Linked DNA regions of Sus scrofa: region 2 is linked to region 1. A link is a contact called in public Hi-C data. All regions are on one chromosome and are shown on one strand. Each heading gives the region's core, a stretch centred on a gene start, on an enhancer-like site or on the middle of the called end of the contact. The rest is flanking DNA. Distances are from core to core; before and after follow the strand shown.

Region 1 (7,699 bases), core at 1,849-4,348:
AAACTCCAGAGGACTTTCAGAAATGCCTGTATAATTGAGGGCAGTGGGGGACACTGAGGTCCAGTAGTTGTGAAGAGCCCTGAAGTTGAGGTAAATGATGCTGATGGATAGACCCCAGCTGGCTGGGATACCCAGGGTGCATAACGGGGTTAGTCTGGATCACTGGAGGCCTGGTGCTGCACATTCGGACATCAGGCACTTTGGTACCCTTGGGACAGAACCAGTTTATTCATTAGGGAAATGCTGGGAGGGGCATCAGTTCAGAAGTCTGGTGCTCCTCGATGGCTTCAGAGACCCCAGAGGGCCGTGATGAGTCAACAACTGGAGACCCTCATAGGCTGCTCTAAGCTTCTGGACAGGTCCACAGATGTGTCCAGATGTTCGGGGAGGGGGAAAAATGCAAACAGCTCTACCCAAACTTTCAGAGATTTCTAATCCCTTTATGTTCCTGGGAAAAGGATGACTGAAAGCACTCTCTTTGTTCCTTATTTCATACTGTAAGTTTCTAGAAGGACTCAATCTTCCTAGAGACTAGAGGGAGCAATGTCAGATCTGCCAGAATCTGGGACCCTCTGGAGACAGGGGCAGGTAAGCTGGATCCAGTGATTCCTGAGGCCTGATCTACTCCCCTGCCTTTCCAATTAACATGATCCAGTAAAGTCCCTTTTGTGCTTCAATTCAAGAGAGTAGGATTTTCCATTACTAGTCACCAAATGGGTCCTTGTACAATACTGGAGCTTGTTAAGGCTTCACAGATGCCTGGTTGTGGGCTCACCCCTCAGGCAATGGCAACAGGACACATGGTTGACTGGGAAGGCTGCAAGTGGTCTGAAGAGGCAGAGAAGTTAGGGAAGTGGAGTCACGTTTTGTCACGCTCGTGACCTAAATTGCAATGGCAGTCTATACCTCTGGATGCTCCGTATAGGCTGGTCCCATAAAGTTTAGATCCATGAAAAGCCTGTGTCACACTGTCATACTGCAGGTTGATTTCTCTTCCACTAGCCACCGCTCACCCTTGCCCTTCGAGATAGCAGTCCTTAACACTTAGTTTTGAAGTGCATTGGGTGCCTGAAAACAGCCTCGCAAAATAATAAAATTCTACTCGAGTCCAAATGGCTCAAACTAACAACACACAAAGCGAAGAGGCCCCTGTAGAGTGAGGATTATTAAATATGAAGTATGTTTGTCAGGAAAAACCTTTGTTTGTATAAACAGTAGACGCACCACCATGGTAACCCTGCTTGGTTTGCAGCCCATAGAGGCCTCCCGGCCAAATTCCCACCTCCTTTTTCACTGCTAGCCTACATTTTTTGAAAAACATCTCCAGCCAAAATTCCATGATCTGCCTGCTTGGTTTCCAGGCTCAGAAAATATCATTTAAAAAGTGGTGGGGAACTGGATGAAACCATGGCCAAAGTTTCTAAATGAAGGCTCATTTCACACACACACACACACACACACACACATAGATGCATTTTGTTTGCCAACTACAGTATGCTTTTCCTTTTTTATGAAACCCAAGTTTCCTTGGGCCCCACAAGCCTGCAGGGCCGTAAAATAGCATTAACATGTGGCCCACTGTGACCATCTTCACGCTGGGCTTTTCTCCCACCTGCTCACAGAGCATCCTAGGGGTACACTGAGATGCACCCCTGAACAGAGCTATCGAGAGAAGAGGCACAGCGCAGCCTAGCCTGCGGTGGTGTCCCTGTCACCTCTGCATTCTCCCCAGAAGTCAAGGCACTTGGTGGGATGTAGTGAAGCTGTGGAGGAGTCCTCACTTCCCTCGGTGTTCTGCTCAAGGAATAAGCACCAAACCAAGCTGTTGGGCCCATTAACTGGCTTGTTGACAAGTTTAGCATTAGAGGCCCTTGCCATCCGAATGGGTTGGCATCCAATCAGGGTTCTTGGCTTTCCTTAGAAATTGCTAAGAGGCCAGACAAGAAACACAGGCAAGGCTTTATTCAGGGCCCTGCTGCAACGAGGTGGTGGGGGACAGAGGGAAAACAAGTGACGTCCCTTGCTCATCCCTGGAGGCAGGGGCAAGCTGGTTCCTTACATGGGGTACAGGTGGGCCCAGGGGTCAGGCTAGAGGGGTAGCTTAGGTGGTTTGCCCACCTCTTTGACCAGGGTGTGTGGGGGGGACACGCATAGTCCCCTGCTTTTTCTCCCAGCTCTTCAGAAGTGGCAGTTGGGACTGATACAGGTTATTGGAAAAGGCCAATGGGAGAAAACCACCTCTTTCTGGAGCCCACATTGGTACCCACCCACCCTCCTATTTTTAAGGGCTAAAAATCCCTATAAGACAATAGAGAGGGAGTTCCCGTCGTGGCTCAGTGGTTAACAAATCCAACTAGGAACCATGAGGTTGCGGGTTGGATCCCTGGCCTTGCTCAGTGAGTTAAGGATCTGGCGTTTCTGTGAGCTGTGGTGTAGGCCGGTGGCTACAGCTCTGATTCAACCCCTAGCCTGGGAACCTCCATATGCCGCGGGAGCCGCCCAAGAAATGGCAAAAAGACAAAAAAAAAAAAAAAAAAAAAAAAAAAAAAGACAATAAAGAGAGGGGCTCTCCTCCCCGCTCCCAGCTGTCCTGGGAGCTATTTGTTTTTCTGTAGTAAAGACTTTGTTTGCTTGCTTGCTTGCTATTAAAAAAAAAAGTGGCAATTGGGTTTTTTAGGTATTTTTGTGTCTTGTTGTCCATAATTTGCCCCAACTGTGCATGCAGTTATTTTTAGTCCCATATAGTTTCTTTGTATTTTGTTGCTTGAAGAGATGTTTGTCTAGGTGCAAACACTGCAGCAAAGGGTCCCAGGTCCCAGCCTGTCTCATGAAGACCTCAGCCATATATCCAAGGGCCAGTCCAAGTGGTGGCTCCTGGCTTGTCTCAGGATACCCTGCCCTCCAGCTGCTGAGGTCAGAGGCATCCAGTCTAACCCACAGGAGGCTGCTCAGTTCACCTGAATAGGCCTCTGGGGGGCCCCACCCACCCACTTAGACAAGTATGAACACGTTTGACCCACTTACACCCAAGCGGGGATCTCCAATCCCCCCAACAAGAGGGACAGAAGAGAAGGCAGCAGTGACAGCCACCCTTTTCCATCTGCCCGCCTGAGGTCGACAGTCTGGGCCCAAGTACCAGGGAAAGGATTGCTCTACTCCAGGAGAAAAGTAAATTGACATCAGATTATTTTCCAACAGCTTTTTCCCACTTTTTAACATCTGCCACATTGCATTCCACATTCCAGTTTTCGAAAGGACAGGGGTATTAATAACATAAAAGAAAAGTGAAATTAACTGGAATCAAGAACTTTATTATTTTCAAGTGTATAAAGCATGAGATTTATTGCCGAGCAGCGAGAATGGCTTTTACCTGAAATGTCCCCCTTGAAACCAGGAAACCAGACCCACAGAGACATAGTGACGTTGCAACACATAGAGTTTAAGTTGTTTATTAAGTCTGGTCAAATGTGGGATTTCTCTTTCTTTCTTTTTTAAATCTGGTTTGCTATAGTTTCACTTACCTTTTAAAGTTCTTCATAGAGAATATGTGATACTTTCTCTTACCTCCTTCCCATTCACATTTCTTAAGTTTCACCCTCCATATGTTACATGTATTACATACGTTACTTATATTACAGGCTTAAAAGTACTTTTATAGACATTTTCTCAGGTAATAAGTGTTTAAGAGCTTCAAGGCCCCAGTTCACTATCTTTTTCGATCTCAAATCGGCCTTCAATTCACACATTTCCATCTCAGCCAGGGTATGTGGGAGCCAGAAAAAGACTTTAGAGAAAGGCGAATTGGCTCATCCTAGTGTGTTTCAATCCAAGCATCACACCAAGAAAAGGATGTCTCTGCTTAGCTCGGCTCCAACTGGTGGCGAGAATAGAGGAGCTAAATAATTTTTTGTATAAACCAGGCCTTTTACATTATTACTTCCTTCCCAATATTGTAAGTATTTGAACAACTCTATGAATGTTTGATACCAGTTCCAATGGGGGAGGGGGGAGGGCAGTCCCCTCCCCACCTAGCAATCAACTCAATTCTGACACTGCCTATCCAGAAAGGGCATCAGAGGCCACAGGCTAAGGCCTCATTCCCACAAGACTGTCCTCCACTTCAGATGCCAATCACAAATCCAGGTTATCAACCTGTGCTTCTGACAGACTGGCTATAAATCAGAGATTCCCATCATCCGCACCCCTAACTTGGGTTCAATTAAATTGCTAGAGCATCTCACAGAGCTCAGGAAACCTGTTTACTCACTAAATTACTGGCTTATTCCAAAAGACATTAAAGAATATGAATCAACAGCCAGAGAGAAGAGATGCACGGGGTGAGGCACAGAGTCTTCATGCTTTCCCAGCCCTTCCTTCCATGTGTTCATCAACCCAGAAGCTCTCCAAACACTGTCCTTTTCGATGTATATGGAGGCTTCATCACACAGGCATAGTTGATTTGACTCAATGGTCACTGCTGATTGATTCAACTTCCAGCCCCCTCACCCCTTCCTAGAAATCAGAGGATGGGACTGAAAGTTCTAAACTTCTAATCATGTGGTTGGTTCCCTTGGCAACTAACCCCATCCCTAGTGACCCAGGAGCTTTCCAAAAGTTACTTAACATCAAAAGCATCTTTATGATGCTCATCACTCAAGCAATTCCAAGGGGGTTAGGAGTTCTGTGCCAGAAACTAAAGAACAAATATATATTTCTTATTATACATCACAATACCACAATATGCAAGGTCCTTTTTCTCTTATTAATTCATTCAGATTCAGATCTGCAGGGGTACACCGTGCTCCCTCTCATACCGTGGTCCAAAGGGTAGACATGAGTAGGTCAGCCCATGAATATAGAGAGATAAATGGTGACTGAACACTGCAATGAATGTTTTCCTCCAGGGAGACAGAGAACCATGGCTCATACACACTCTTGCCTGAGGCTATACCTGGACACAATGACGCTATGAGATCTAAAGATGATGTTTCTCAACATGTGGATCTTGGCTACTCGTATCCAGATTATCTTTGGTGATTGTTAGAAATGCAGGTTCCTGGGCTGCAACTCCACCCCCTGAATCCTAGTCTCTGCTGTTGACCTGAGCATCTGCACTTTTTAATTGAGACTGCTCAAGCACATTAAAATTTAAGAGCTACTTCCTCAAGGCCTAAAAAGAGGCATAATAGTCTCTCTTGGTAAAACTGGACTGGGAAACAGGGATGACCAGATCCCAAACAGGTCCTTTAGGAGTTAAAGTTGTGCACATTTAAGCCCCAAATTCTACTTGATGGCAAAGATTTCAAACCATGAACACAGAAAGCAATTCTGAACTGGTAGTCTTAGGCACCTCACAGAATTAAATGCAAAACCTCTCTGAAGGAATACACCTTCATCCTAGGCTTCAAAGTAATTCTCTGAGGAACTCACAGTTGAAGTGAACAAACCACACAAAGAAACAAGCCATCAGGAATGAATGCCAGCAGAAACAACAGACTGTCCAGATACCTGAAATATCAGGCATAGACTTAAAAATAACTCTGTATATTGTGTTTAAAGAAGTAAAAGACAAAGACGAAAAAAGCTTCAAGGAAGAGAAAATGGTGACCAAGGTTGAAAAATAACCAAAAAGAACTTCTAAGGCAACACAAAATGTGTGTATGTACAAAATCACCGAAATTTAAAAGTCAGTGGATTGACTGTCATCAGGCACAAAAAGAAATTTCTAGGGAAATAAAAACATTCTACAACTGGAATGAGGTGACTGTTGCACAACACTATAAATTCACAAAAACATATGGAATTCCACACTGAAAATGGATAAAATTTACGGTTTATAAAGTATTCCTTAATAGAGCTGGTTTTTTAAAAAATCCTCAAAGAATTACTTTCAAAACAAACTAGAGACAGCTAAGAGTAAACTAGACCAGAAGACAGATGAGAAGAAATTATTTGGAATGATTCACAGAGAGACAAAAGATGAAAAATATGCCTGGCAGGTTAAAAGGCATGGAGGATAGGGTGAGATGGTCTAACTTATGTCCAGTCAAGGTACCAGAAGGAAATGAGAGGCTAAATGGAGAAGGAACAACATTCAAAGAGTTACTAGATGAAATTTTTCCAATTCAAAATCCATGAAGTCAAGCTCAGTGAATCTCAACCAGGATAAGCAAAAAGAAATCCACACTTAGAAACAACAGAACAAAGCTGCAGACCACCGAAACTGAGGAGGGGATCCTAAAAAGCACCTTAGAGAAACAGTAGATTCTTTTTAAGAACAATAGCTGATCTCCTCAGCCACAATGGAAGCAAGGAGATTATGTGTTAAAAGAAAATAACTGCCAACCTAGAATTCTATGCCCAGCAAAATAAAGATGGATTCACACAAGCAAAATCAGAAAGCATCCGCCTCCAGCAGTGCATCACCAAAGGAAATCCAAAGGAAGCAATCCCAGACACAGCCATGATAAGCAAGAACGAATAAAGAACATAGATAAATCTAAAGGAACAATGACATGACAATATAAAAGAATAATAATTTTTGTCATTAAATAACATAATTGAAATATATGTAATAATAACGTTAGTAAGGAGTGGAGAAACAAAATTAAAATTTCCAAAGATCCTTCCATAGTCTGGGAGAATAAAGTAGATTAATTTCAGACTTTGATATGCTATAGATGAACACTGTGACTTCTACAGTAACCCCTAAAAGAACAGAAACAGAGTATAACATCCAAACAGAAGTGAAAAAAATAAGATGGATGAAAAAAGAATTTAACCCAGAGAAGGGTCAAAAAAAGGAGAGAAAAAGAAACACAGGACTAGGAGGCGAAAGAGAAGGTACAAAACAATGCTAGGTATTAACCTATATGAAAGTAAATTCATTTTTAAATGTAAATTGCTCAACTTAAAAGTCAAATGGAGTTCCCTTATGGTGCAGCAGGTTAAGGAACTAGGGTTGTTACTATAGCAGCTCAGGCCATTGCTGTGATGCAGGTCTGACCACTGCCCCAGGAGCTTCCACATGCTCCAGACAAGGCCAAAAAATAAAAATAAAAATAAAGACAAATATTTTCAAATTGGATTTTTTTAAGTCTAATTTTTTGCTGTTTACAATAGTTTATATCTAAAACATAAGGATCAGGAGTTCCCATTGTGGCACAGTGGGTTAAGAAACTGACAAGTATCCATGACGATGTGGGTTCAATGCCTGGCCTTGCTCAGTAGGTTAAAGATCTGGCACTACTGTGAGCTGTGGTGTAGGTCATGGAGGTGGCTTGGTCTGGCATTGCTGTGGCTGTGGTATAGGCTGGCAGCTGCAGCACCAATTGGACCCCTAGCCTGGGAACTTCTATATGGCACCAGTGTGACTCTAAAAAACAAACAAAACCTAAGTATCAAAAAAGTTTTAGGGAGTTCCCGTCGTGGCGCAGTGGTTAATGAATCTGACTAGGAACCATAAAGCTGCGGGTTCGAACCCTGGCCTCGCTTAGCAGGTTAAGGATCCAGTGTTGCCATGAGCTGTGGTGTAGGCCACAGACATGGCTTGGATCCCATGTGGCTGTGGCATAGGCCAGTGGCTACAGCTTCGATTAGACTCCTAGCCTAGGAACCTCCATATGCCACGGGTGTGGCCCTAGAAAAGGCCAAAAAAAAAAAAAAAAAAAAGACTATCTACCTACCTACCTACCTACCG
Region 2 (7,647 bases), core at 3,465-5,964, 200 kb before region 1:
TTAAAATGAACCAACTGCTTTTGTACATTTTTGACCCAGAGTTTCAATTTCAACTTCATCAGAATGAAATGATTGAGAATGTTAACAAAGACTTCAGCTACAAGATGGTCATCATAATATTGCTTACAATAGCAAAGACACAGAGGAGGGATAGAGGAGGAAGGAAGGAATTTGGGAAGGAAAAAAAGGAGGAAAGAAAGAAGGAAGGAAGAGAGGGGGAGGAAAAGAAAGAAAGTGAATAAATTGAAACATCTCAATGGTAACAATGTAAATGTTTAACAATAGATAATTTGTTATATAAATTATATCCACCCCGGAATGATTACTGTTGTGGGAGAGAATAATTACTGATGTGGGAAAATGTTAATGATACTGCTTCATGTGTTAAAAACAAGTTACAAAACATTGCCTGGTTGCTATTTCTGTTTTAGACACATATATTTTACCTGCAGAGAGACGTGAAGGAGACATCGAAATGTTAACAGTAATTCCCTCTGAATGGGACCACTACTAGCTTTTACTTTCTTTCTAAGTTTTCTGCAATGTCCCTTACATCATAAGAAGAAAAAATACCACAGTTATTTAAATTTGAATTTTAAAATTCTTGTTAATTATTTAGTTTAGCATTCAGTCACGCAGACTGAACTCACTCCTGGCCAAGAAAATATCTTGGAAATCTTCACACAAACTCTATTAATTCTGGCTGCACTTTTTCCTATCCCAGTATCCAGTGTATCATGCCAAGAAAAGATCCACTTTCAATTGGAAATCTATTTGCAGAGAGATTAGAATGCTAGTAAAAAAGGAGATGCTGGGGTATGAGCTGAGAAGTTCACATTAATGAACAGTAAATAAAAATGAACGTTTTTACTGTTACAATAATGAAGAACGTGCTAGGCTATCCCAGTGTTGCGTGGAGACTTATGAAATATGACTATAAACAGAACGAAACTGATATTTAAAACACTTCCTAAAATTCAGTTGAAAGACCGTGTAAGAAATCAGTGTCCTGGTTTTATAGGCACATTTCCTTTTTGATGCAAGATTTTATTTCTCGGCTTGCCCCTCCATTTTATTCACGAGGCATGCCTCTGGCTTACTTTTGGTTCCCTCTCGAAGGAGAAAACGTTGCCCCTTTTGAAGATGCCTTTTCGAACTGAACATGAGTCATGAAAGCACTTCTACCCTGAGTTCCAAAGAGGGGGCTCTGCTTCTCAAGGGAATGAGAGATAATACGCACTCCATCCTAGAAGTTCCAGTGTGTTTGTTTTTAAACATCTGTCCAGTTATCCGGAAACTATCCTTTATCTTAGAATACATCTGGCCCCCAGGGCTGTTGGGTGTCCCTTTAAGGAGATCTCTGTCTACAGTGCACCTATGGTGACAGATGAGGAGGAGGGCAGAGGGAAGGAGAGCAGAAACTTCCTAAAACAAAAGCCTATTTTTTCCGTTCTCACTAGTCAGGGTTGAATCTATGAGTCAAAGTTACTTAATGCAGTTTGGATGCATCCTTAGGGGTTTGATGTCATCCTTAGGGGTCTGATGACGGAATGTCACTTGTGCAACTCAGAAGGAAGAGATATAAAGGAGCAGTTTGTCTTGTGATTCTTAATCAGAATCACCAATGAGCTTCATCCAAGTGACAGCAGCTACTGACTGCTGAGCTCCTACACCGTTCCCTTCCCTTCATTTCATCCTCACAGCAGCCCTGTGAGGGAGCGGGTATTGGTATCTGCATTTTGATGACAAGGGAACTAAAACTCAGAGATGAAGTGCCCAAGATCACCCAGGTGGCCAGAGGTAGAAGTGGTTTGGACTCCAGGCAGTCCACTCCAGAGGCTTTTGCCCACGTCGCTACCTTGCTTCCAAAACACAGATCCCCACGGGTCCCTGGGTCCCCTGAGCCCGAAAGTTCAGTCATTCTGTGTGCCTGATTTGGGCTGCTGATTCCCACAGCTCCCTCTCATTGTCTAGCCAGGAAACCTCAGCTCAGAGAGATTTAGCTACTTGTCCAAGGTCACAGAGCATGTTAAAGAATCAAGACTTGAACCCTGGGTCAAGGGAAAAAAAAAATCCCTGCACCAGGCTTTAGAACGTTAGTGAATGCAGCTGACTCTGTGACCACAGGGAAGGTACCCCTCTTCTGGTTCCCCAAGTGGTCCCTGTTCCTTGAACTTCAGGGGCTTTTCATGTATCTGCTTATGTTTTCCATTTGCCCCTGCTTCCAGCAGGAGTTGGGGTTTTGCTGACTTGTTTCTGAAGTGGTTCCTGTCAAGAGTCTGTTGGTCCATGTTCCTATCTTTCAAATCCAGACAAAAATACAGATAAGTGGAAATTTACTGCAGTTTTCCTTGATCAGATAAGAGCCCTAGTCATCTGGGATGGGGTGGGGATAGACGAGAAGTCGCCATCAGAAGGAACTAAGTGGTGAAGATTTTCACATGTGAGCAAAAGAGCAACTTGCAGGGGTAAGTTGACATAGTCCAGAGTGAGCTGCTGCAGGGCCTGGTTGACAGTCAGCCTTGACGTTGCCCCTGTTCTACCAAGTGTGCAGTTGCCTTCAAGGGAAACTTGTAAGCTGCCTGTGGTCTCTGGCACACACTGGGCTTCTTTGAGGCATGGTTGGAGGAGAAATCTGCTTGTGAACTTCCCTGCAGCTGCTGTTACCCCAGCACCACCTCTATTCTGCACCAGACGGCTAGATACTCATGGATGGTGCCTTTCCTCATGTCATACTTCTGCTCTGTCACTTCAATATGATGATGGAAGAAAAAGTGGGGAACACAGACAGGGGCCAGACTCGTGGGAAACCCAAATCAGGCTGGAAATCTATGCTCCCTTCAAACTGACATGCTTTAAATATTTACTCAATATTCATTTAGAGGAAAAGGTGGGTGCTTCTGAGGAAAGGAAGAAAAAATATTACTGATGTATCTCTTCTCCCTGCAATTCTGCTCTGTCCCCCAACCTGCATACCACAGCAGCTTAATAGCATCCACTGTTACTCAAGTACATGCCTAGGGTCTCCTTCCTACCTCTTTTCTGAGTTTCTGTATCATTTTGAGTTCTTTAAGAGCAGGCAGGAAGCTCCCTGATCATGCAGCAAGCTAAGGATCTGGCATTGTTGCTGTATCTCAGAATCAATCCCTGGCCCTGGAAACTTCCACAGGCCACAAGTGAGGCACCCCTACCCATCCCCTGTTGGGGAGGGGGGGGAATGGCAGTTAGCATTTGCCATAGTTCATGGCCATGATGCTGTGGAAGGCTTTAGCCATTTTATTTATTTATTTATTTATTTTTCATTAGGGCCCTGCCTGCAGCATATGGAGGTTTCCAGGTTAGGAGTCAAATCAAAGCTGCAGTTGCCACCCTACATCACAGCCACAGCAACTCGGGATCCAAGCTGCATCTGTGATCTACACCACAACTCACAGCAACACCAGATCCTTAACCCACTTGAGCAAGGCCAGGGATCGAACGTGTGTCCTCATAGATACTAGTCAGATTGGTTTCTGCTGAGCCACGCTGGGAATTCCAGCTTTAGCCATTTCAGTAGACTTGCCCCTCAATCCCAATTCCAAAGGTAAAGCCTTCCAAACCTAATTGTGCACAGCTGCAAGAGTTTGTGTCAGGAGGCACATACCTTGTACATGAATCCTAAATTATCTTCAACCTAGTGAAAACAAACCTTTAAAAAATATATTTATTCTTAGCAAATTACAGCTGTCTCAAGTGTACCACTTTCTTGACCTCAAGCTTACAAATTTTTAAAGGTTGATGCTTTGCTTAGAAGATAATTTGTAAGTTTTGTAAATGTCAACAGTCAAGAATTTTTGCTCTAGATTTATTGAGAGGAGAAAATATTTTGCAAGAGTCCTGAGCCCATTATCTTCATTTAGTTTTCCTGCAATACCTAAGTCTGTCCCTATTAACTTTGGAGAGAAATGAATGCCAAATACCACAGCATTAAGTGTAGTTATGGTTCTAATCATGTGAAAAACAATATGCATAGAAAAAATTCTGAAATAGTGATAAACATTAACAGTGTATATCACTAGAAGTTAGGATTATTAAGGATTTTCATCCTTTTTATATACTTCTCTGTATATCTCAGACTTCTCACACTAACCATGTATTACTTTTATAATTAATAAAAATAACAATAAATACGAGCAGAAAATAATTTACATCCTGAGACGTCAGACTAGCTGTACTAAAGACCAGTTCTAAAATGTGGTGAGTCCAGAACCACAGCCGTCCAAGTCTTGTATAGGACTGGGGAATGTATATGCCCAAAAAAGACAATCGAGAGACCAGCAGGGCTGACGACTGCCATCCCTATGCTCCCCTGGAAGTGCATTCATGGTCCCTCACCTTTTCCTTCCTCTTCCTCTGGGACCATGACGTAATCATGATCCTCTTGTACACAGTGTTCAAGATGATCTACTTTATTCTTTCCCAAGACTGCGCTCAGCTCTTTGTTTTGTACTGCTGTTTATAAGTCAAGTAGTCTTACTCTACAGCCTTCCCACCCATCTCGGCACAGAGCCTAGGCAGAAATCTAAGTCTCACCTCTGGAGTGTCCCCATGTCAGCTATAAAGCTCCGCCCACCAGAGTGGCTCAGCTGCTGTGCCACCCACCACAAAGAAAACCTGGACTCATCAAAGTCTGCATGAAGGAATTTGCCAAGAAACACTCTTCTTTACTCTAAACATGTCCTCAAGGAGTTGCTCTCTCTCCTTCCTCTGCCCGTAATCTTACCCCTGAACTTTTCTGGATGTTTTGCCAGAACCAGGGATGGGGCAGGGGGGAGGCACTGAACCTAATATCTATAGGACCCTCTACAATGGGCCAAAGAACAGTATGAAGCCAGGATTTCTCACCTTGGCACTGTCAACATTTGGGGCCAGATAATTTTCTATGGGGAGGGGAAGAAAGATGACTTGTGAACTGCAGGCTACTTAGCACCATCCCTGCTCTCTACCCACTAGAGGCCAATAGCATTTCTCTGGGTTGACATGAACCATCACAAACATTGTTTTTTATGCCCTGAGGGACAAAACCACCCCCATTTGAGGACCACTACATCACATACATGTCCATAAATCCTGTTTGGATAGGTGACTCTCTTCTTGTCACAGCTACACCTGACACAACCCAGTAAATAAGTCACAAGACCTCTTCAGTTTGCACATGCCTTCACATCTGTGTTTTACAGGTGCCTCAGGCAATGAGCCCAGCAGCATTCCCACTTTAGTAGTAACAGTTGACAGGTCTAGTGTTTATTAAGTGTTGAGCATTTAATCATATCATCTCATTAGATGAAATGAGTGTTACTCCATCTTATAGGTCAGAACTCTGGGTTATGGATAGATAGGGTTACATAGCCAGATGGTAGCAAGCTGTGATGAGCTTCCCAGGCTCTTAAGGTGCTCATTGTTCCTACTCCACCCTGCCCAAGAACAGGCAGGGAAACCAAAAGACATCACCTGATACCTGTAACACAGAGAAACTGGGGAAATAGTCATGTATAGACCCAAGGAACTTACCTGGAACCTGTTGACCAAACTCATCACCTGATCTCATAGTAACTCACCAATGAGTGCTTCCAAGGAAACCTTGCAAAAACTCCAGGCCAAGGAAAGGGTAGATATTTGTGGGTCATTTCTGAGGAAAAGGATAGTGGCCAGCTTGGTTCTGCCATATTGAAGGCACATTTCAGGCTTCAGTTGGGCATAAGAGAACATGACAGCAGCCCTGTATGTTCTAAGGATTATTCCCAACTTGGCCCCACACACTTGTGCTTCATGACCATCTTTTCGCCTTCTCTACTGACTCCCTGTTTTTTAAGTTCTGTTAAAGTATATTTGATTTACGATGTTGTGATCATTTCTGCTGTACAACAAAGTGATTCAGTTGTATATATACACACATCCATACTTTGTCAGATCCTTTTCTCATGTAGGTTATCACAGAATATTGGGTAAGAGTTCCCTGTGCTATACCACAGTTCCCCGATGTTCCTCATTGCTCTGAGCTCAGAACCATTGTTCAACCTTCTACTTAATTCTAAGTAGAAGCCACCCTTTGCACTTTCAAAATCTCAAAAGCTTTGCTTGGTCCCCTTATACAGAGTTTAACATTTTCCATCAAAAGAATCCATAGGCTTGTTATCTAACTCATCCATGAAAATCTTCCAGCCCAGCATCTGACAAATATTTGCACCTGCCTCATAAATGTTAGCTTCTTCCCACTCTACGCAACAGATCCCATTTCGCTTTGCAGTAACACCCCCATGTTTGTGAATTTTCACTGCAGGAGTCTCAATAGGGCAATCAGCCAGCTCCTTTCTGTCTGGGACCACAGAAAGCTCAAGCCAGATGCTTTGAATTTCATCAACTTGAAGTCCTGCTGAGTATCATTTTATTTCAGGTGTTTGCACAGTATTTTAAACACCTCACTTTTTAAAAAGCTGGTTACTTTTCAAGTCAGCAAAAAGGTAGAAACATTCGGTCTAACTCTAGCCTGTCTGTTCTCCCTTCCTTCGGAGACACATTCCCCAACTAGCTGATAATTCAGTGCTGAAAAGTTATACTTGGCTCAAGGATGCCACAAAAATTCTCCCAAGACCCAGGGGACAAGAGGAGAAAGAGCAGGGTGAGCTCATGCAGTCCCTAACCTCCACTATTTTGTCACAGTAGGAATGTAAACTCTACTTTGGAGCTTACATCAGCTTTTGGAGGGTTTCCGTAAGCTCCCCTAGATAAGACGAAGGGTTATTTTTCTTGTCCTTTTGGCCAGAAATAAATATTTATATCAAGCACGGATTGCCAAGACTTGGAAAGTATTTCAGTTATTTAATCAGCCCTATAAAAGGATTCACTGTGATGGGTGTTTGAATTAGCTAATAAATTTTAATCCTGGTTTTATCCCTAATCCATTAGGCCATCACCAACTCAGGGAAGAATTCTAGAAACTTCTTCACCCGTCTGAAAAGAATTACAGTTGATTCAAGATCAAAACCTGGGAATCTACACATTTGAATGTATGGTTCTGGAACATGGGTTCGTTACAGTAGGTCAGAATCTCTCAGAAGGCACCCGAACCTTAACAGAGCTTCCCAGCCCTGGCTGCCTCTCATGGAAGACAAGCTGCCAACTGTTATCCAGCCTCACCCAGGAAGGGTCTTAACCATTTGCCTGCAAGTGGCCAGTACACCTCAGCACATGGTGTACTTCAGGCTACATCATAAAACTAGTGTGAGAAGGTGATAATATAAAGTAGCTACCTAACTTAACATCTGTTGAACAAACTAGCTGGGTTGACCATGAGCAAGCCATTGCAGCAAAACTGGGTTTGAATTCCAGCTCTGACTTTAATTAGTGGCACAATGCTAATTCAATTAACCAACTTCTCTGGGCCTCAGTTTCCCAAGTTGTGAATAAATAATAAGTCAAATGAGACCATGAGTATACAGTTTTACACAAAATCAGTATAGCTATATAGAGATACATGCACAGATGCAGATGGAAGTGTGTATGTGTAGCTATATAAGCATGTGTATATGTACATATGTACACACACATGTTCACTAAACCTTTCCATTTTCCTAGGAATTCCAAATGCCTAAAAAGATGTTTGATAGA

The links. Hi-C and Micro-C count contacts between places; a contact is called where the count stands out from the background.
Region 2: a contact with region 1 is called in a Hi-C map of omental adipose tissue, with 2.4 times the contacts expected there. The contact joins two enhancer-like sites. A contact is called at or near these places in 3 of 47 Hi-C or Micro-C datasets (embryonic fibroblasts, mesenteric adipose tissue and omental adipose tissue).

The regions. Positions count from the first base shown.
Region 1 is chr3:73,087,635-73,095,333 of Sscrofa11.1, reverse strand. No RefSeq gene overlaps it. Among named protein-coding and RNA genes, the nearest start is that of GFPT1, 63 kb to the right of the region's middle. Within about 2 kb of position 3,098, at least 2 of the 83 cell types and tissues checked have an H3K27ac peak or open chromatin away from gene starts, as enhancers often do. A contact at or near this core is called in omental adipose tissue, where this site is marked.
Region 2 is chr3:73,291,153-73,298,799 of Sscrofa11.1, reverse strand. All of the region lies in intron 10 of ANTXR1 (anthrax toxin receptor 1), which reads left to right. Among named protein-coding and RNA genes, the nearest start is that of ANTXR1, 100 kb to the left of the region's middle. Within about 2 kb of position 4,714, at least 3 of the 83 cell types and tissues checked have an H3K27ac peak or open chromatin away from gene starts, as enhancers often do. A contact at or near this core is called in omental adipose tissue, where this site is marked.